7 separate regions of the Mus musculus genome follow, and all the other regions are linked to region 7. A link is a contact called in public Hi-C, HiChIP or PLAC-seq and Micro-C data. All regions are on one chromosome and are shown on one strand. The core of a region is the stretch at or near the end of the contact, and the rest is flanking DNA. Distances in the headings are between cores, read along the strand shown.

Evidence for each region. A called contact is a pair of places that touch in the nucleus more often than the background predicts. HiChIP or PLAC-seq counts read pairs in DNA pulled down with a chosen protein or histone mark.
Region 1: a contact with region 7 is called in an H3K4me3 HiChIP or PLAC-seq map of embryonic limb bud, with 5 times the contacts expected there. The contact joins the enhancer-like site here to the promoter of 8430419K02Rik in region 7. A contact is called at or near these places in 16 of 115 datasets of contacts at active chromatin or transcription factors (craniofacial prominence, differentiating embryonic stem cells, embryonic basal ganglia and 9 more) and 1 of 9 other capture datasets (embryonic stem cells).
Region 2: a Micro-C map of embryonic stem cells shows a contact between it and region 7, with 6 times the contacts expected there. The contact joins the enhancer-like site here to the promoter of 8430419K02Rik in region 7. A contact is called at or near these places in 15 of 484 Hi-C or Micro-C datasets (LSK cells, cerebellum, cerebral cortex and 7 more), 11 of 115 datasets of contacts at active chromatin or transcription factors (the NIH/3T3 cell line, astrocytes, embryonic hindbrain and 5 more) and 1 of 9 other capture datasets (embryonic stem cells).
Region 3: a contact with region 7 is called in a Hi-C map of uterus, with 4 times the contacts expected there. The contact joins the enhancer-like site here to the promoter of 8430419K02Rik in region 7. A contact is called at or near these places in 9 of 484 Hi-C or Micro-C datasets (colorectal tumor organoids, embryonic fibroblasts, embryonic stem cells and 2 more) and 14 of 115 datasets of contacts at active chromatin or transcription factors (a beta-TC-6 cell line, bone marrow-derived macrophages, craniofacial prominence and 9 more).
Region 4: a contact with region 7 is called in a Hi-C map of uterus, with 4 times the contacts expected there. The contact joins the enhancer-like site here to the promoter of 8430419K02Rik in region 7. A contact is called at or near these places in 3 of 484 Hi-C or Micro-C datasets (embryonic stem cells and uterus), 7 of 115 datasets of contacts at active chromatin or transcription factors (craniofacial prominence, embryonic forebrain, embryonic hindbrain and 3 more) and 1 of 9 other capture datasets (embryonic stem cells).
Region 5: an H3K4me3 HiChIP or PLAC-seq map of embryonic stem cells shows a contact between it and region 7, with 5 times the contacts expected there. The contact joins the enhancer-like site here to the promoter of 8430419K02Rik in region 7. A contact is called at or near these places in 2 of 484 Hi-C or Micro-C datasets (adipose-derived mesenchymal stem cells and embryonic fibroblasts), 4 of 115 datasets of contacts at active chromatin or transcription factors (embryonic forebrain, embryonic midbrain, embryonic stem cells and 1 more) and 1 of 9 other capture datasets (embryonic stem cells).
Region 6: a Hi-C map of adipose-derived mesenchymal stem cells shows a contact between it and region 7, with 2.3 times the contacts expected there. The contact joins the enhancer-like site here to the promoter of 8430419K02Rik in region 7. A contact is called at or near these places in 3 of 484 Hi-C or Micro-C datasets (adipose-derived mesenchymal stem cells, embryonic fibroblasts and uterus) and 2 of 115 datasets of contacts at active chromatin or transcription factors (embryonic hindbrain and neural tube).

What each region holds. Positions count from the first base shown.
Region 1 is chr11:19,783,391-19,786,477 of GRCm38.p6, forward strand. It overlaps the pseudogene Gm12029. Among named protein-coding and RNA genes, the nearest start is that of Gm39602, 42 kb to the left of the region's middle. Within about 2 kb of position 1,836, at least 3 of the 459 cell types and tissues checked have an H3K27ac peak or open chromatin away from gene starts, as enhancers often do. A contact at or near this core is called in embryonic limb bud, where this site is marked.
Region 2 is chr11:19,828,383-19,831,275 of GRCm38.p6, forward strand. No RefSeq gene overlaps it. Among named protein-coding and RNA genes, the nearest start is that of Gm39602, 87 kb to the left of the region's middle. Within about 2 kb of position 1,414, at least 77 of the 459 cell types and tissues checked have an H3K27ac peak or open chromatin away from gene starts, as enhancers often do. A contact at or near this core is called in cerebral cortex, cortical neurons and embryonic stem cells, where this site is marked.
Region 3 is chr11:19,735,709-19,738,408 of GRCm38.p6, forward strand. All of the region lies in intron 1 of Gm39602 (a long non-coding RNA gene), which reads right to left. Among named protein-coding and RNA genes, the nearest start is that of Gm39602, 5.6 kb to the right of the region's middle. Within about 2 kb of position 1,368, at least 35 of the 459 cell types and tissues checked have an H3K27ac peak or open chromatin away from gene starts, as enhancers often do. A contact at or near this core is called in uterus, where this site is marked.
Region 4 is chr11:19,639,832-19,642,651 of GRCm38.p6, forward strand. No RefSeq gene overlaps it. Among named protein-coding and RNA genes, the nearest start is that of Gm39601, 22 kb to the left of the region's middle. Within about 2 kb of position 1,535, at least 41 of the 459 cell types and tissues checked have an H3K27ac peak or open chromatin away from gene starts, as enhancers often do. A contact at or near this core is called in uterus, where this site is marked.
Region 5 is chr11:17,936,813-17,939,665 of GRCm38.p6, forward strand. It overlaps Etaa1 (Ewing tumor-associated antigen 1), which reads right to left. Exons shown (of 6, transcript NM_026576.4): 6 at 1,941-2,853. Among named protein-coding and RNA genes, the nearest start is that of Etaa1, 16 kb to the right of the region's middle. Within about 2 kb of position 1,304, at least 9 of the 459 cell types and tissues checked have an H3K27ac peak or open chromatin away from gene starts, as enhancers often do. A contact at or near this core is called in embryonic stem cells, where this site is marked.
Region 6 is chr11:18,069,729-18,072,437 of GRCm38.p6, forward strand. No RefSeq gene overlaps it. Among named protein-coding and RNA genes, the nearest start is that of Gm12018, 25 kb to the right of the region's middle. Within about 2 kb of position 1,408, at least 30 of the 459 cell types and tissues checked have an H3K27ac peak or open chromatin away from gene starts, as enhancers often do. A contact at or near this core is called in adipose-derived mesenchymal stem cells, where this site is marked.
Region 7 is chr11:18,876,029-18,878,992 of GRCm38.p6, forward strand. It overlaps 8430419K02Rik (a long non-coding RNA gene), which reads right to left and starts at 1,582. Exons shown (of 4, transcript XR_003949854.1): 1 at 1-1,582.

The sequences.
Region 1 (3,087 bases), core at 586-3,085, 910 kb after region 7:
TTTGTTCTTCCTTCCTTCTTCCTTCTTCTTCCTTCTTCTTCCTTCCTTCTTCCTTCTTCTTCCTTCCTTCTTCCTATTTCTTCTTCTTCCTTCATCCTTTCCTTCTTCCTTCTTCATGTTCCTTCTTCCCTCCTCCTTCTCTTCCTTCCTTCTTCCTCCTCCTTCTTCCTTCTTCCTCCCTCCTTCCTCCTTCCTCCTTCTCCCTCCTTCCTTCTCCTTCTTTCTTCTTCTCATTCTCCTTCCTCTTTGGGAAAGCACCAAATGACCAGTGATGTCAGAGCAACAGGAGGACCTAGAGGACCCAGAGCCCAGGATCAGGAGGCCACTGTGACCTCCACATGGGATTTGGCAGTGGTCATAGGTGCCACAGTCACGGATGAGGCTGTGGCATTGGTTGAGACTGTGGGGCTCGTGGAGGTAAAGCTGACGACAAGCAGTGGCTGCCCATCGCCAAGCTGGGCTGCCTGGTTAAGGACATGAAGATCAATCCCTGGAGGAGATCTAGCTGTTCTCCCTGCCCGTTACGGAATGCAGGATTATTGACTTTCCCTGAGTGCATCCCTAAAAGAGGAGGTTCCGAAGCAGACTCTGTCTGGCCAAGCAGACCAGGATCAAGGTTTTTGTTACTGTTGGGGACTATAATGGTCATGTTGGTCTTGGTGTTGAGTGTTCCAAGGAGGTAGCCACTGCCTTCTGAGGGGCCATCATTTTGACCATTGTCCCTGTGCCAAGAGGCTAATGGCTAAACAAGATTGTCAAGCCCCACACTGTTTCATGGAAGGTAACAGGCCGTTGTGGCTCTGTGTTGGTGGGTCTCATCCCTGCCCCCAGAGATACTGACATTATCTCTGCTCCTGTACCCAAGAAGCTACTGATGATGGCCGGTATAGACAACTGCTGCACATCAGCCAGGAGCTGCACTGCCACCCTAGGCAACTTTGTCAAGATCACCTTTGATAGCATCTCTAAGACCTACAACTATCTGACCCCTGACCTCTGGAAAGAGACTGTGTTCACCAACTCTCCTTCTTAGGAATTCACTGAGCATCTTGGGAAAATCCATGCCAGAGTCTCTGTCCAAAGGACCCAGGCTCCAGCTGCGGCTACCACATAAGGGTTTTATACAAGAAAAATAAATGAATTAAGTCTGTTAAGAATGAAAGAAAGAAAGGAAGAAAGAAAGAAAGAAAGAAAGAGAGAGAGAGAGAGAGAGAGAGAGAGAGAGAGAGAGAGAGAGAGAAAGAAAGAAAGAAAGAAAGAAAGAAAGAAAGAAAAAGAAAGAGAGAGGAAGGAAGGAAGGAAGGAAGGAAGAGGACCTCTGCATTTGTGGCCCAAAAGACCATTGGATCATTATATTCCTTTAATAAATGCATTGTGAAGAATTTTTTAAGTTATGTGTGCTAGGCTGACACATAGTAGGGTATAGTACCAGAATCCCTAAATGTTTCCTTGAACTCAAAGGCAACACACAGGAGTCTCTCTTACTGGACACATTATCTGTTTTGATACTCAAATACAAAGGAAAAGGTACAGGACTTGCTGAGAAGCACAAAGTGAGGGGCTGGGCACATGACAGGTCTAGAGGGCCCCTGTGGAGACTTCCAACTCTTTCAGACCTCCAGGGAGACATTTTGTGTAAAAATCTGCAACTGAGCAACTCCGCAATAACTGCTACATTGAGAGAGACAGCGCCTGAGACAGAGTCTTTTGCCCCAGAGAGACTCTGTCGCTGTTATGTTTTCCAAAAATACAACCTGTTAATGACAAGCCATTAAGCTGCTCACCAGTTAACAGGAAGCACAACTCTACGCAGAAAGAAACACACATTTCTGCCCAGAAAGCCACATGTGCAGGTCAGCAGGGCAGGTCCCTCATGAGCTGCTTGGCCCCGCAGGGCTCCTGCTCCACAGCGGCACGCGGGCAGGCGGGCGGGCGGGAGGGCAGGCGGTCTTCTGTCTCCACCGCTTGTGGCTTCCAGGACGCCGGCTCTGAAGCTGCGTTCTTTGCCAATTCCCTTTGGCAGGAAAGGCTCCTCTGGTACCCTCTGTGCTATCCCAGTCCTCCATGCCTGCCAACCTCCTCATGTTTTATCAATTTTTATTTAAATTGGTGATCAAGGAATTAACCCAGCTTATACAAATTCCATCTTCCCGGAGCCATTCTGGTGGAGCGGCACTTGTGGTATTTCACTCTCCAAATGAATCGAATTGGATTTTAATGATACTAGACCCCATTAAGCAACACCTGATTGGGTTATTTCCTGGAATTTCATCTTACTGTTTTCTTCATCCCTGTTGTCCAAAACCTGCAACAGGGGAGTTGTTGGAAGCTGCCGCCAGGCCTTATTGGATTTTCCTTGAAATGATGGTTATGATTTCCTCTATTTCTTCTAGGAGGTCGGTTCTTTTCTGCTTCTGCTGTTTATTTTGTTTGTCTTTTAAAGTCTTACTGTACTATAGCTCAGGCTGGCCTGTAACTCACAATCCTCCTGCCCCTACTTCATTGCTTCCTTCCATAGACTGCCTCATTGTCATGTCAACTCATGTCTAAGTTAGGGTTACTATTGCTGTGATGAAACACCAGGACCAAAGCAACTTGGGGAGGAAAGGGTTTACCTGGCTTACACTTCCACAGCACTGTTCATCACTGAAGGAAGTCAGGGCAGGAACTCAAGCAGAGCAAGAACCTGGAGGCAGGAGCTGATGCAAAGGCCATGGAGGGGTGCTGCTTACTGGCTTGCTCGTCATGGTTTGTCTTCTTACAGAACCCTGGACCAACAGCCTAAGGATGAAACTACCTACCATGGGCTGGGCCCTCCTCCATTAATTGCTAATTTTAAAAACACTTTACAGGGCTTGAGAGATGGCTCAGCAGTTAAGAGCACTGACTGCTCTCTCAGAGGTTCTGAGTTCAATTCCCAGCAACCACATAGTGGCTCACAATCATCTGTAATATGATCCAATGCCCTCTTCTGGAGTGTCTGAAGAGAGCAACATTATACATACATACATACATACATACATACATACATACATACATACATACATACATACTGTTCTGGCTAGTTTTGTGTCAACTTGACACAGC
Region 2 (2,893 bases), core at 164-2,663, 950 kb after region 7:
CTGGCCTCGCCCAGACCTGTACCACCTAGTGAACTTCTCCGCCACTGGCATCATGAGCTGGTGGACCCTCTTGCCCACTGACCTCTCTCCTTCCTTACCTCCATCATCCTCGCTCTCTGCCCTTACCTCTAGTCCCACCAGGAAATGGACAGGGAGCCTGCCTGCCTTGTCACTCCACATCCTCTCTGACCCTAGAGTAGTGGGCCTTGGCTGGCTGTGACCACCATTGGCCCTCTTCCTGACTTCCCACTTTGCTCTAAAGTTTGGTTTTCATCTGAACATCACTTACTACATCATTTGCTTTCTTTAAACACATACACTTCATAATTCCATTAAATACATCAGAGAGCTGACACAGCCCCCTCTGCCTCTGGTCCTCCTTCTCCACTGAGGTTTTGTTTGTTTTGTTTCTGGTGTTTTGTTTTGTTTTGTTTTGTTTTGTTTTGTTTTGTTTTGTTTTGTTTTGTTTTGTTTTGTTTTAATCCTGTTAGCCCATTGTTGAGAGTTGATCTCGTCTTGGTTGTCTTTGCTCTCTGCTTCCTCCTTCTGACCTCCTGTCTCCACTGACCCCTGGGGGCCTGCCTCACTATCCACTGAAATTGCTGGCACAGGATGTCCCTTGTAATGTTAGGAACTGCAGGGCTCTGGACACTCTGGGCCTCTTCGATGACCACGTGACATTTGCGACTATTGTCCTTCCTCACTCCAAGCACCAACCCTCAAGCTTCCAGGGCTCCCCGACGGGTAGCTGGGCTGGAATGTGCCCACTCACAGTTCTGCAGACTTCACATCCCAGAGGCGTGGCATGCCCTCCGCAGCCTAGCACACAGGCAGGGTCCTTCCTGCCCACATCTAAGTAGGGTGCTCTATTTCCCTGGAACATCCTTTCTCATTCTTGAAACTCAGCCCAGAATTTCATTATGGGAAGCTTTCCCTGAAACCCTAGGGTCAAGCAGGGGACCCACGACACAGCTGCTGCCTGGAGGCCTGGAGCTCTGGTCAGCCAATGAAGTGGTAAGAAGTGACTCCAAGTGGCCGCAGGCTAGGCTGCAGAGTTGACCTCCAGGTATCTACTCCTTCAAAGTCCTTCCCCAGCAGGCCCTCTTCCTCCACCTGGCTAAACCTGACTGCGGGTCATCAGGCCTCTCCCACACCTCCTCATTCCCCATTCCCCTGCCCACTGCCCATTATCAGCCACCTCCTTCTCTCCTGCATCCATGCGCCTCTCTGCCTGCCTGCACATGATCCAGCCCTGGCATCCACCCACCCCAAAGGAGCTCGTTCCTCAGCTGGAGGCTTGCAGGCACAGCACCGCAGTGGCATTTAGGCAGGGAGAAGCTGGGGAAGGCCCCTACAGCCCCTGGAAGGCATTCTGGGCTGACACACCCAAAGCAGGGAGGCAGGGCCCTGTCTCAGCAGGGAGCTGAGAGGACAGATCATCCTCACAGGCAGCTGCCGGCAGCTAACCAGAGAGCTCAGCTTGTTCACATTATCACTTCCTCTAGAATGCCTCCTCTCCCACAGAATCATGACAGAATTGCCTCATGGTGCCTGGGGGACTCAACGGGGGTCTTTCTGGAGTAAGTGACCTCCACACTAAGTCGGGAGGCAGATGGATCTTGGGTACTCGTGAGTGCCACTATCATGAGCTGTCCTAGTACTTAGAAATATTTCTGCCTCTTTACCATCTAAACAAAAGAGCAGGAACCTGTAACCCCAGCAGGCAGGCAGGAAGGAGGGAGGGGCATCTTCTACTGCCTACCTAGGTTGAGACTACCCTGGACTACAAGAGGCCAAGTATTGAAAGAAAACTAAGACAAAAACAACCTAGAGACCACAAAAGAGAATGTCAGACAGGTGAGCAAGAACACCTCCCCCACCTCACGCCCCCACGGGCCTTTTGAGAGAAAAAGCCTGAGACCTCAACCAATCTCCCTGAGCACACAGTCTCTTCGATTTGGCAGAGAGGCCTGGAAGCCCTCTAGGGCTGCTGGATGGCTTAAGTAGAACACCTGACAGGAAATGAGCTAGAGACATGGGGTCCCATGCTCCTGCCCAGGCAGCCCCATGATGCTAAGGTGGGACCAAGCTATACTGGGGATCCCTGGTCGGAGGGAACTCTGGCATCCCCTTTGCGTCTCCCAATTGTGAGACGACAGAGGGAGGAGAAAGATCCCTATGGGGTTTGGTTTTGGGAATTTCCCCTCACAGGAACATTTACTGCGGTTGAGCTGAACAAGTGGCTGACGCTTGTTGGTTCACTACCTGCACATTCCGTTTATAAGTCTTACAACCCCCCTCCAGTGGACCGTCCTTTTTACCTTATCCAGCAAAATGCAACACTTCCTCAGACGCTGGTTTACAGACCACATCGCTTGGGTCTATTTCAGTGAAACACTGCTTTGGGATTCTACACCCTTTTCTTCTCGTGTCTTCTCCATGCTGTCCACGAGAGGGAGCCAGCGCGCCTGTTTGTGCCTCTGCTTATAGCGCTGGCTACCAAACAGGCGAAGTAGCTGAGCTCAAACTAATAATCCAGTATTTTCGGAACTCTGGTGAACAGAAATTCTGGAGAACCCTGGAATCTTTGGCAACTTGTTTTAACACAATAGAAATTTGGCAAACATGAAAAGACTTTCAGATCTTTGCCGTCTTGGTTTTCTGTTGTGGGGGTTGGGGGAGGGGTTGGTAGTGGTGGTAATGCTTGATTTAATTTTTTTTTTCCTCTTTTTAAATTTTTTTATTTATCTTTATTTTATGTGTGTTGGTGTTTTCCCTCCATGTATGTCTGTCTGAGGGTGTCAGATCTTGGAGTTACAGACACTTATAAGCTGTCATGTGGGTGCTAGAATTTGAACTCGGGTCTTTAACCACTGAGCCATTTCTCCAGCCC
Region 3 (2,700 bases), core at 118-2,617, 860 kb after region 7:
TTTAGAGTTCTTTATCGTTTTATAACTATAACACCCAGCACCCATGTAGGATGACTCACAACCACCAGTAATCTAGCTCTAGGGGATCCAATGCCTTCTCCTAGCCTCCTCAAGTACCTACAGACACACACACACACACACACACACACACCACACCACACACAAACACTTTTTTTAATAAAATAAATCTTTAAAAAGTTGAGAATCCTCCTCCGGACAAGGCAGGTCTTTGTGTTGCCCTGTACCTGCCTCTAAAGGAACTCAAGCCTCCAGCTCAGGGACACTGACCCAGTTAGTTAAGTGAGAGTGCCCCACCCACACCCTCACTCCCACCCCTATCACGCTTTTCCACGATCTCCTAACTAGACTCTGATAGAGCAGACTTCCCAGTTACACATCACCACCATGCCTACTGGCCTGAGTCACTTACTCAGTAGCCATACTCCCTTAATAAAGGCAGGACGCAGTAACAAGAAAGCAACAGCCAGTGTATTTGTCAGCTGACATCCACACGTAGCCTCACTCTGTCAACACAGGCACTGTCTACACGGGTGCCTACAACTCCAAGCCCTTCAACATATCTGACTCCTCGAGCCCACGCTTATGGTGTAATTCTATCAAACAGACAGGGACTGGTTGCCAAATACATCCAGGGCCAAGAGATCGCCCTTCACTGTTAGAGGCTCCTACAGCGTGACCAGGAGAACAGCCTCTCCATAACCTAAAAAGGAAAGCAACTCACCCTAAGTCCATGCTTGTATCAAGAGCAGCCTTCTTCAGCATCAACTGCTGTCTTTCATTTGACTCAAAAATATTTTTTAACTAGCAATAAAATGTATTCCACTGTGATCCCATGCTGAGAGAGAAGTCTATACTTGGTGGGAAAGGCCCTCTGTCCCAGCATATTCTTCCAGACTATTACAGAACAGGGAAAACTATATCTGAGAGTTGAGTCCAACCAGAGGCGAAGTCCCAGTCTCTGATTTCATTTAAAAAAAAAAAAAAAGTTCACTGCTGCTCCCCTCCCCCACACTGTGAAAACTACCACCTTCCAGAGATCAATAAAAAAGGTCCCACACAGTTGCAAAAGACAAGGTTTTCTCCCTTTATAAGCACACTTGAAAGATGGGGGGAGGTCTTGAGGGTGAAAGTGATCTAAGGACACTGTGTATATAAAGTTCCTCTAGAACTTGGTTATTTCATTTTTTCTTGGAATAGCACACACTGTGCCTTCTACCCTGAGTAGCTCAAACAGCACCCAGTGTCAAGGCCGAGCCTTTGGTTTTAATCAGGGACTAAAGCCTAGAACGTTAGACAAAGAGAGCAGTTGCTGGTTACAGTACCGAGGGGACCATTAAAGGTGATTTCTCAGTTCGCTGAGCTCACCCTCAGAAACAGCCACATGCTTTGCTGAGAAGCATCCGCAGGACACGGTGCACCTCCCAGCTATTTATTTAACTTTATGTGGCTGTCATAAAACTTTTTTATTTGCTTTCAGTTAGACCATAGGTTTTGACAAGATAAATTTTTATTTAGGTCTTTGCCCAGCTACAATCAGAAACAGGAGACTCACCCTCCAAGGCTGATAGATGGATTAATCAAAGCAATTCCCCGCCCCACGTTCCTTCCAGCAACCACAGGGATCAACACACAGAGTTTTTCCTTAATTAAAGAAACTCAGCAACAAGGTGATTTACCGATGATGGATCTTGCAGGCCCTTTCATTGTGTGGTCACTGTTGGCCACTGTTTGAAATTTACCAACATAAATAAAACCTCTCCATGACTAAACAAAGTTAAAGTAGCAATAAATTGAGGCTGCCATGTCCTCTGAGCTAGATCTGAGGCCAACATAAATACCAGAATGCCTTGGCTGTGACATGCTTGACACAATGACATCATGCACTCCCAGAAGGAACAGCCTCGCCCAAGCCAAAGCCTCAAACCGAACACAATTCCCCTAAATGAATCAAATTGCAATGGTCTAGACTCGCCCGTTCTAAGGACTCCACTCTGCCTTCCTCGCCCTTTTCTGTCGAGCAATCGCATTAAAAATAATCTATACGCTGATCTAAATTTTACTTTTTCTGCACGATTAAATTTTGGCAGGAGTAAATCTCTGCAATTCACACTTCCTGGGAATGTTTGGAAAGTCACTAAAAACTCAGGATTTATCAGCTTAAGGTCCAGCCACTGCCGTGCGACCCTGTGGTCTATCTGCTACTACCTTTAGTGGTGGCCCAGGGCAGTGCTTGCCACAAGACCAACACTCTTCACTTAAAAGTAACTGGGCACCAGCTTCCCTCCCCCAGGCCTTGCTTTGTCCGCATCTAGCAACATGCTGTAATGGAATGCCTCTATGCATCAAGAAAGCCAGCCTACACTGGGGCCCGTCAGCCCTCACACCACTACTCAGAGGAGAGAGGGGAGAAACGTTGAAAATGCACTTGGAGGATGGCAAATTAAAAATGGAGAAAGTCTAATAACTAATTGGTGAAATCATAAAAGCTGCCGTAAAAGACATTTTCCTTAAACTACTTTACACAAGGCTATATAATTTTATGTCACTTTTTATTTATGTTGCTGTAATGAAAGCTGTTCTGGGAGATGAAGGGCTTCTGAAGAGAGAAATTGAACTACTTCTGAGAGGAGGAAAAAGCCTGCAGACCTAGGGCTTGGGACAGATTCCTTCAGAAAGACA
Region 4 (2,820 bases), core at 285-2,784, 760 kb after region 7:
AAATTGCATCGAGCCAGAACAGACCAATGTGTGAATTTGAATGAGAGTGCCCGCTCAGAGGGGAATTTTGCTTCCTATTTGGTGGACTGTTTAGGAAGTATGGCCTTGTTGGAAAAGGTGTGTCACTAGAGGAGAGTTTGAGGCTTCAAAAGCCCATGCCAAGTATAGTCTATCTCTGCCTTGGGTTCATAGCTCAGATGTAAGCTCTCAGCTACTACTCCAGTGTCATGCCTGCCCGCCTGCCTCTTGCCTGCCTGTCTGCATATGCCCCTCCAGATGATCATGGACTAACCTTCTGAAACTATAAGCAAGCTCCCAGTTTCTTTTATAAGCTGTCTTGGTCACAGTGTCTCTTCACAGCCATAGAACAATAACTAAGGCAGGAGCTTACAATTTCAGAGAGTGAGTCCATGACTATCATGATGGAGGACATGGCCACAGGCAGGCATGATGCTGGAGCAGTAGCTAAGAGCTTATCTCTTGAGAAGAAACCAAGAGGCAGAGAGAATGGAATGGGCTATTGATTTCTCAAACCCACCCACGGTGACATATCTCCTCCAACAAGGCCACACTCTTGATACTTAGCTATCAAAATGCTAACTGGGGGCCAAGCATTCGCACATGAGCCTGTGGGGGTTATTTGCATTCAAACTACCACAGGGGTCAAAGTACCTGGGCAGCAGCATCACCTTTACTTGTCTACAGCCCCACAGCCAGCGGAGCGACCACCAGGCTTCCTCGCTGAAGATCACTGCGGAGCATTCTTCCAAATGGAGCAGCTCATTCTGTCGTTCCTACATTGCAGACCACACAAAGCTCTGCCCTCACTTGGCAGCTAGCAGGCCCTCACTATACAACCATCTCCTATACTATATGCCCTGGGTTGAGACTCTATATCCCTTCCCCCAAGAAACACAGAACAGGGTGAAGACAGAGGCGTGTGGCTGTAGAGTTACAGTATTTCTCCAAAACTGGAATTAATTATCGCTACTTGCTCCTCTGTCCCTCTTAGATCTGCAAAGTGTGGGTCACAGTGACTTTGTTTTTCTTGGCCCACCACATATTGAAACCATTCCTGCGTGTCGATCCTGAATATCTATCTCAGCCAAATCCTTGTGAAAATTACTTACTGTGCAGTATAACAGAGAGAGTTTCTAAAGTTAAATGTCTTAGGGTATTTTATCTTTTTCAAGTGCATACCAAAAGCAATTAAGTTCAAACTATGGGGTACAGTCTTTGCCAGTTTCCATTCTTGACACATATGTGTCTGGGTTTACAAGTTCAAAGGCCTCTTAAAGGATCAGATCTCTAGCTTCAATTTTCTCCCTGTAAGCGAAAAGCAGGGCTGTGTCCTTGCTTAAATCATCTGCAAGGAAGTCCATAGCACAGGGCTTCTGCCCAAGAAATCTCTCATGTGGCTAGAAGACCAGAGCCAGAGCCCTGCACCTTCCAGGTCAGGCCACAGGGATACTACAGGGTAGAAGGTTCAAGAGACTACTACAGGGCTCAGAGCAAGGCAGAGCAGTAGCAGTCCTGGGCCAAAAGCGTCTGAGTCAGCGTGCTGTTGCCGCGTTCCCAGGCCACACTGCGTTCCTTGTGGCCTCACCCTGCTGCCTGCTCATTTCATCTTACCCAGCCCCATTTTGTCCTCCCTTCCCCTGGCCGCGGAGATCTTTGCTTCTAGATTCCTGGGGCTTCACACAGCCCTTCCCTTTTCTGCTTCTGTCCATGAGTACCACAGCTCCTTCCTTCCACTTCTTTCCCACTCGATCCTGGAGAAATTTTCTGTGGGATTCGCAGTTAAACAAGTATTAAGAGCCCAGAAAGCCTGTTGAAAATTTCAATCTCTCTCCAAACCCTAAGTTTGCTTTTCAACACCAATTATCAAATTGCAGCCCAGTCTCATTTGTGGAGACCGTAATTCGGAACCTGTAGGCTCACCCAAGTTTATTTATAATCCCAGACAGTCCTGTTGAAGCTGCTCACAGCCATGGGCAGAGCTGCAAGGCACTGAGCTTGCTCAGTGCTCACACTCCACTACTGAGCTGGCACAAGGCAAAACTCTGCATTGCTTCAGCTGGATTGCTATAAACAAGCATCCTTCTTGATGCCTACTTACGACCAGTTGTTTTGTATTTTTACTTTTTTGTTAGTGGTTTTGCTGTATAAAATTGACCCTGGAACATGGGATCAGTAACCCTGGATCAGTAACTGCTGAGTTGCACAGGAGGAAGCTATCCTGATTCCCCCTTACACTGGAGCACGGTTATAGAGAAGAGTAGTTCAGTATACATTTTACAAAGCCAAAAGGGTTTTGAAAGTTTCCACAATGAAGAATTGATAAATGTTTGAGTAAATATTTTAACATGACTTCATATCACACACACATATGTATGTATGTATGTATGATGTGTGTATGTGTACATATATATGTATATATGTTAAAACAATGCCCCACTAATATATAATTTTCATGTTTTATGTACTAGTTAAAGACAAATTTAATGAACAATGAAAGATAAGTAAACAAACTAAAATGGCTGCTGAGGGCTCAGCTTATCTGATGTCCCATGTTTCAGGCAGCTATGGTATACTCCATGCAGGTAAGCACCCAGCTGCATCCAGCAGGTTGTGTCTCTTGATTATGCAGCTCATAGTAGTTCACCATAAATATTTACTAAAGGAGATGCCTTCAAACAGAAACACACATAAAATACAATTATGGGGCCCAGTGAGATGCTCAGCAGTTAAAGGCACTGGCCACCAAGCCTGATGACCTAAGTTTAATCCCTGGACTACACATGGTGGAAGAGAAAACTG
Region 5 (2,853 bases), core at 54-2,553, 940 kb before region 7:
GAGTCAAGTCTCCACAGTACCAAGTGATCCCCTTCCTTTTGGACCAGCCAATGTATGCTCTTTGGTCCCCAGGAACTCTGAGGGGGTCTGGAAAAAAGGAGAGAAGGAGCAGGTATGGGTGCTCTTTTCTCTAATAAGGTCATGCTGAATTAAACTTTCAGTGAAACAAAAATAGCCAAAGAGCTTGAAACACTACTGGTGCCAGGCCGACCAAGCGGTTTGTCTTTTGAAGACATTTGTTATAGAAGTTAATCCCAACCTGGAGTTTCTACCCCACCTTGTTCATTCAGTTCCTGGACAAAAGACACACAACTTTTATTATTTACAGTAAGCCTTAAACAGCACAAGAGCTGGGCAGATTATCTACCCTCTATGCTATTAGATTTTACTTTCCTATCAACAACCCTGAATTACCATGTACTAATGAAAGAGTAGTAAAAACAAAATTCTAGGCCTTTGGGCCCAGGCTTGGGAATGTGATCTTTGTGGCTCAATGCTCCAAGGTATGCTAATCATAAAACAGATAGTGACATCCCTCCACCCACCCACTTCCTGGGTTCAAGCAGTATTCACTCAAAGAAAGTCACCCTGACCCACCCTGACCATTTCTGGAACCCGCTATGCAAATGTGCTATTGTTAAGGGCTCTTAGAAACTGTCTTGAGAAATAACCCTCACAATTACCAGGTATTCCTTGTAACTCTTGTAACTTTGCACTTCCTTATGACTCTTAACTGGTATTTTTGGTATTTTCCAACAACACCCTTCCCACCTCCTTGAGTTGTGGTTTCTTCCTTTAAATACCCCCTGACCCAGCTACGGGGGAGGGGGGGGCACGGTCCGGTCCTCTACCCCTGCGTGGTGTATGACCATGGGCCCGAGAGCGCTCTTGAATAAAAATCCTCTTGCAGTTTGCAGCAAGACTGTTTCTTGTGGGTGATTTTGGGGTGTCGCCTCTCCTGAGTCAGAATGTGGGGGAGTCCTCACGTTGTGGGTCTTTCACTACATTTCATCTGGGCTACTCTTAACTCCAAATGACTAGCCCTCAGGGCCATGCTTTCATGAATTCCCTTAACCCATGGTGTCTTCTCCTTCCTCCTTCACCTTCTTCTCCCTTTTGTGGTACTTCTCCAACCCCAAGCCCAGGAACCCTAAAACCCACCTATGTCTCTTCTGCCCTGCTACTGGCTGTTGTCATCTTTATTTACAAATCAAAAATAACTTAAGGGCAAGGTCACAGTATCACCTAGGTTTACATACAGATTATCTCCTCTGGGACAACCATGTCATGGGGCTCAATATTAGCATAAGAATATAAGCAGCATCAAGCCAACCCACTACACAACATCCCAGGGAGACAGGAAAAGTGCCAACTCATGCAAACTAGGTGGCCCTTTGCATACTAGTCCTTCCAAAGACACTAAAGAATGAGGATAGCAGAGTGGTATGAAAGGCAGAGAGGGGTAGCCTGCTGGACCAGCACATCTCCACTATCCAGAAGTGTTTTTATGTTTCCTTAGAAAGATAACACAAGTCACTTAGTATCAATTTCAGTGAGGATGGTCAGGTATAAATTTCAAAAAAAAAAACCAAAAAACAAAAAAACAGACTCACCAGGCCAAGTGTAAAAGGATGGGCAGGATGACTTAAAAGAATTCTACAGAAAATAAGTGATGGGAGAACTTGAGCAAAGAGAGACTTAGAACAGATTGAATTCAGACTCACTAGAAAAGCAATATAAACCGAGTGTGGTGGCGTACGCCTTTAATCTCAGCACTTGGGAGGCAGAGGCAGGCGGATTTCTGAGTTCAGGCCAGCCTGGTCCACAGAGTGAGTTCCAGGACAGCCAGGGCTACACAGAGAAACCCTGTCTCGAAAAACCAAAAAAAAAAAAAAAAAAAAAAGAAAAAAACCGAAAAGGAATCTAGTCTCTTCACTCTCTTACATAATAACTTAAAACATTTATTTAGGTCTTTATAATATACTCTTTGATAATACAGGGAAACTAAAATCTGTTTTACTGTATATATAAAAATAACATTTGAAAAATGATACATAACTATCAGTTTGTCAAAGCTCTAAGACACCTGAACAGTAGTGAACATCAGATCAAAATGAATACTTCATATCTATAATTTTCTTCATATTATTTAAAAAGCATTTAAAAAACTACTAGCATCCTTACTGCCACCCCCGCCCCCTTTAGTTTAAAGGCTTTATTACTGGCTCATTGTTTAAAAGCCAAAAGGGGAGGGAGGGGGGGATGACAGAGGGAAAAACACTTAAGTTAAATAATTAATTAGAAGGGAAATTAGAGTGATAAGAAAAGTGAGAATAGAAAGTCTAATTTTGAATCCTGGAAAGATTAGTTAGTTCTTTAAGATAAAGAATGTATGTAAGTACTGCTAACAAGCAGCCTTTAATGTACTTTAAAGTGTTTCTGTGCCTTCCAGTTATTTTAAGTACGAACAGACTGAAGCAAGTCATGCAACAGTTAAGATTGTCTCACACAAGGACAGGCTGACCTTGTCTGTGACTCTGAAAGTAGCACAGTAAGTTGGGCATGGTGGCACACATCTGTACTTAAAAGCACAGGGAGGCTGAGGCAAGAGGATCACTGATAGTGTGGGGCCATTTGGGTAACAGAGAGAGTTGAAGGCCAGTCTGGGCCACAGAGCAAGACCCTGACTCAAACACACATGTACACAAAGAAAAAGAACAGCTTGAATTGTTCTGTCTAACCTATATGATAGAGAAGCTCGACCAGAGGCGATGTTTCTACCAATTCTAAATGTCAACGATGCTTTATTACTTACATAATAAAGCTTTTTTTTTCTTTTTGCTAAACTAGACT
Region 6 (2,709 bases), core at 158-2,657, 810 kb before region 7:
AGCAAAAGCCACACAATCTCTAATCAAGACTCAGGAGGCCCCTCTAAGACAAGCCTGGAGTAGTGCTTAATGAACCCGCAGCATCATATTAATGAGATGCTCGGTAAGGCTATCAGCTCATCAATTATTCATCCAGCTGCAGTCCTGATACTTTGCTATCGTCCTCCTCTTTTTGCGTTGGTGTGATTACTTTTTTAACCCTCCATTTCCTCACTTGGAGTGTAAACAAAGCCTTCTGTTCCTCAGTTCCCCTTTGTTGTGGTCAAACACCATCTGTCTCTCCTCAATAGCCACTCAGAATGTCAAACTTGATAACGGGGAGCTTGTTTCTGGTGGGTTGCAGCTTCTGAAGATGTCAGAGTGATACACAGACTTTGTGCGTCCTGATGCTTTAAGCGTATCTTTACATTCGACATAATGTACTGCACTGTAATTGTCTTTATAGATGACTTTCCCTGCTATACTGTAGGCTCATACTGGATGGATCATACTGAATGGGTGAACGAAGAATGAATGAGTGGCTCTGAGGACTGAGTCATATCTAATGTTTCGTCTTATTTATATTGAAGGTTTTGAAGTGGAGAATCAACATTATCCACAGGTTTCCAAATGAAATCAAATAGACTTCCCCAGGAACCCGACGGAAAGAGGAAACTGTAGTTTACATTCATGAGCTGATTCGTGCAGGTGAAGCTATAACTGAAGGTCTGATGCACAACACACAGGTCTGGAAGCTATCCAGTTGTATACAGGTTTATTTTATATATTCATTTAGAAACTAAAACCAGCCACACACTTAAATCATGTGCAGTTTTAGGGACATATTTACAATAAATACATGTAGCAGAAGCATTTCAGTGCATTTTCCAGATAAAGACCAGAGAGCTTGAGGATGAATAAGCTCTGAAGTAGGAAACAGAGTGGACTTGCTGTGAGAAATCTGATGACTTGCTCACTCAAGGTCAATAAGAAAATGAGTTACCATCCTTCAGGAAGTAAAGGAGCAGGGGCTGTGGTACTGACTCAAACTGACCAAAGCTGTTAGCCTGTGTAGCTCGAGCCAACAAGAAGACACAGGACTGGAAATATGATTTTGGTTTTGTCCTAGATAGATAGGGATAGGAAGAGTTGAGTTATTACTGTCTGAAGGGCAGATTGACAAGTTAGATGGTGATATCCTCTATCCACTTTGACAATTCAAGTAAAGACTAGAGCAGAGATTTTTAACTCTCTTAGAAAAGGAACTTCAAACAAACAGAAGGAAAGTGAACACAGAAGGGGATTCTTCAGCTTTGGCCTAGCATACCACAAAGCCAGTGGCAAGTAGCCATATTGCCATATGCTTCAAATCCACCGAATCACAACTAGTCACATGCAAGCTTATTGGCAGAAATCCGGGAGCCCTCCCTGTAGGCCTTGAGCCACCGGTGAGTCATGCTGAAGTCACTGAGTGTAGGTGTGCTTGAGCTAGTGCTATTGCCCCTTGGGGAGCTTCACTGGGAAGAGACACATGAGCTCCTCAAACTGGTTGCCACAGATGAAGTGAACATCCTATGGTATGATCCTCATTGTATTTTTTTTTATTACATCTCTGAAATTGGAATGTGGTTTCTCATCAATGTTTTATGCTTACTTTTGGACATGTGGCAGTGATAGTAGCAGTCACTACCTGTACATTATTGATCCTGGCTATAGCTGTACATGTTTTTGTTGTTGTTGTTGTTGTCTTTGTTTGTTTGTTTTTTTTTAACTTTAGTGGCATGATATGCATTGCGCTGTATACATGGTGCTGCTTCTCTGAAAGTATCTTTAACAAAATACATTGCTACTTATCACTGAAGCAAAACTACTCTTGCAGGCAAGAAAGGCAGGAGTGCAGAGAAACATGCACTAAGTGTGATATTGGTGGAACAAAACATGTGACAAAAGGAGCAGCCAATCAGATGCTTGGAAAAAAGGAAGGTGTGCTTATAGACAGCAAGGCAGGTCAGAAGGAGGCAAGCATCACAAGTCAAAGCAGGAGTTGTTATGTCTGGGTTTCCTATCTTTGCATAAAATAATGGTATACCTTGCACCAACAGTCCTAGCTTCCAGTCATCTCTACCGTGTGTCCCAGCAGGAAACACATAGGAACCATCTCCTTAAGCTCTCGTGCTTTCTCCCATTTGAGTTTTATGGAAAAAAAAAAAAGAGATGGAATTCAACTTCAAATTTTAAAATCATCGTAAGTGCAATGTTGATTATATTACAAAAGAGCTAGCCTGGAATTGGTTTCTCCTTTCTTACACGTTAACTTCCATTTGATTTTAGGGTAGCTCATGACATTGTTTGATGGAAGGCAACTACTGGGACTGGAAATAGGCAGTTCACATAGAACTCTGGGTCCTGTATTCCCTTTTCAGATGAGACCATTTCATGGGTTCTTCTTGCATTCACTGTGGTGTCCACACTACACATTTTAAATTGACTGTGTGTGGTTAAATATGATACAGTGTCATGGTGGCTCAAATGAGAAATGTCTCTTTTAGGCTTAGGCATTTGAGTACTTGATCCCCAGTTGGTGGCAATGTGGGAAAGGGTTAGGAGGAGCTGCAGCCTTGCTGGAAGAAGTAGGCCAAAGGGGGTGGGCTTTGAGAATTCGAAGCTTCTACCCACTTCTCTCTCTCCTTTGTTCTTGGGGTTGAGATTTGATTGCTCAGCCACCTGCTT
Region 7 (2,964 bases), core at 332-2,831:
TAGGGCAAAGACTCTACAACGCAAACGTCTAGCGGATTGCCCAATATATTGTTTGTGTTTTCTTTCAGTTCCGCCTTGGAAGAGAATGTTTTAAACTTTTTGGGGGGGCGGCGGGAGGCTGGTTCGATGTGAAAGAGAACCCTACCCTTCCCATTATTTCTTGGCTTCAGTCTCCCAGGAAGACCCCCAACTCTCCCGCCCAGATCTTTTCCCCCAACCAGAGAGCTCTTAGCCTCTAATGCTGCGTCTACCCTTGATGGTATGGTTTGCCAAAGGGCCAGGGGGTGCTGGGTAGCACAGAAGAGACCAGGAAAAATGATGACTCAAACTGGGCGCCCCACACACAAACCCACACCTCCCTGCTTACGGTCCAAACACCCGTTGAGAACCTATATCACCAATTTCTGCTTTAACTGCCTTCCCAAGGGCCGAGGGCCTGTGGGATCCAAAGTGGGGGAAGTTTCTAGGACTTTTAAGGAAACTTGAAGGAGCTTCTGCCCAACACACTGTGACACTATTCTTCTCCATTCTACCGGAGTGCTATACACTCTGGAAGCTCACCCTCTTGCCCAGCCTGACTGTTCAAGGCAGCCTCCAGGGCCCAAGCTCTCACCGACATGCTCCCATGAGCGCCCTGGGATTCGGAAGCCGGGGCTCCGTCTGGAAAAGTCCTGTGAAAGCATTCTGGCAACTACAAACCACTCTGAGGGGTTCCAATTGACGGAGCCCAGAGTGAGCCGAAGAAGTCTTTGAATATGCTTTTGCGCTAACTCATGGACACCCAGGCTACCGAGACAGTTAATTCTTCTTAACTTTGACTTTCAGATGGCGGAGGTGGGGATGGGGGCAAGCATAGGACTCTTCTGCAGACCCCGAGTACCTCGGAGTAGTGTGGGATCACAACTGAGACCCACCCGCCCACGTACCAGCTCCAGCCCCAGCCCCAGCCCCGATGTCGTGCAGAGGGAAACTAAAGGGAGTCTGAGACGCGGCTGGAGCTGGGTGAGCCGGCCGCGGCGGTCTCATTAGAGACATCTCAAAACTCCTCTCAGCCCACCCCCAACACCCCCCTCCCGCCTACACAGGGGGAGCTGAAAGCATCACTGAAGGCTCGGAATTCCAGCGTAAAAGAGCAGTTTTCCCCTTTCACAACGTTCGGACTTTGTCCCTGGAGTTACTCAGTATGCGCTTCTGCCCGGAATGCGATCCCCATACCCAGATCCATCTTCTCTAGGCCCGCTAGGACCCGGCACCCCAACTGCTGTCCTTGTCGTTTGGTCTCCCCAGGGCTCCACCTAGCACGCCTCTCCCCGCGGTAAAACTCGTGGGCCGGGTTCCCCGAGAGGAGACAGCCTCCAAAGGAACTCCTAATACCATCCATACAGCTTTAATGCGCTTATAATTCGATAAGTGATTTCAATTTGAAATTGTTAGTAACTAATTTTATGGGTAATTTTTCCACATCAAATATTTAAGCATCAGATTAAGGGCGCCAGTTCCGACGCATGATCATAAGGGGGTTTCTTCCCCCCCCCTCCCCCCCGCCCCCTCAAAACACACTGCCGCGCTCCGCCTCCCTCCGGTCTCCTACTGCGTCGTTTTTCCAAATCCCCAAAAGGTGGCAGTAGAAGACGACTTTCCTCTTTTCCTGCGGCTCAAAAGAAAGGACAGGGGTGAGGGGCTGGGGGGGGGGGGGAGCGGCGGGGGGAGGGGTGGGGCGAGAAGAGGGCCAGGAGGGACTGGACGGTGCCAGGACTTTGCAAGCTGAGCCTTTAACACGTTTCCACCACCGCGCTAGCGAGAGCAGTGGCGAATTTCCTGGAGACGTCTCGGGCCACGGCGGCGCGCCCGGCGGCCCTGGGGTCGGGGTGCGGGCGACTCGGCACATTTGCACTCAACCCTCAGCCTCGTACAAAAGCGGGAGACGCAGAGAGGGACCCACCGGCTTCTTTCCATTTCTTTGTAGTTTAATATTGTCAATACTGTACAACCAACCTTGGCTCCTCGAGGCCGGGCTCTTCGAACACATAAGTCGGGGGGGGGGGCTGTTAATGGGGGGGAACTGGGGAGGGTGGAGGGAAACTAGGGGCGCAGCGGATGAATTGCAGACCAGTTGCCAAACTTTTTCCCCCTGCTGCCGCTGCTGCGGCTGCCGTGGCTGCAGCCTTTGCTTTGAATGTGTGTAACTAGGAAACAGCAAGCCGTCTGAGAAGACGGAATTTCCAACGTGTAAAATGTTCTTAACGGAACCATTGAGCGAGTGCAATAAGGCGTGAGGGGGAACTAATCTTCCCATTTAAATGTTTGTGGCAATTTTATCTAAATGAATTTTAATGCTAAACGAGGGTAATTCCCCATTTGTAGCGCGTTTGCTTCTTTCCTGTGCTTCTAAAGCAGTCGAACATCGTGCAATGAACAATAACAATAAAAATACTTCCAAGGCATATTATTCATTTTGAATGTGTTATAATTACATTTGATTAAATATGATCGGGTAACATTTTTAAATTTTTTGTAAAAGAAACTTAGTCATACTAGTCTCATTCAGCCAGCGGACTCCCCCCACCCCCCCACCCCCACCCCCAAAAAAGAAGCCTGTATAATTGTGTGCCCTGTTTAGGGGAGGGCGTTTTGTTTTTGTCCTTTAAGAAACATCAAAACCACTCTCCACACCTCTATTATTTTCCTCCTTCCGATAAGTGTCGTCAATAACCTCAAAGCTGGCTCTGAAATTTACAAGAGGAAAAGCTAAAACAGAATTAAACGGGAGGGTGTCAGGGGCAGGAACAGAGAGACCTGAGGAGCAAGGCTCGCACAATCCTCACTCCGAGGGGGGAAACCATGGCACAAAAGCTTGCTTTATTTTTTTCTAATTCCTAGACATTAATGATCATGATTCTTTTTAATCTCCACATTCCCCAGCCCCCCTTTGCTTGCGCTCACTCTTCCCCTCCACCCCCAGCC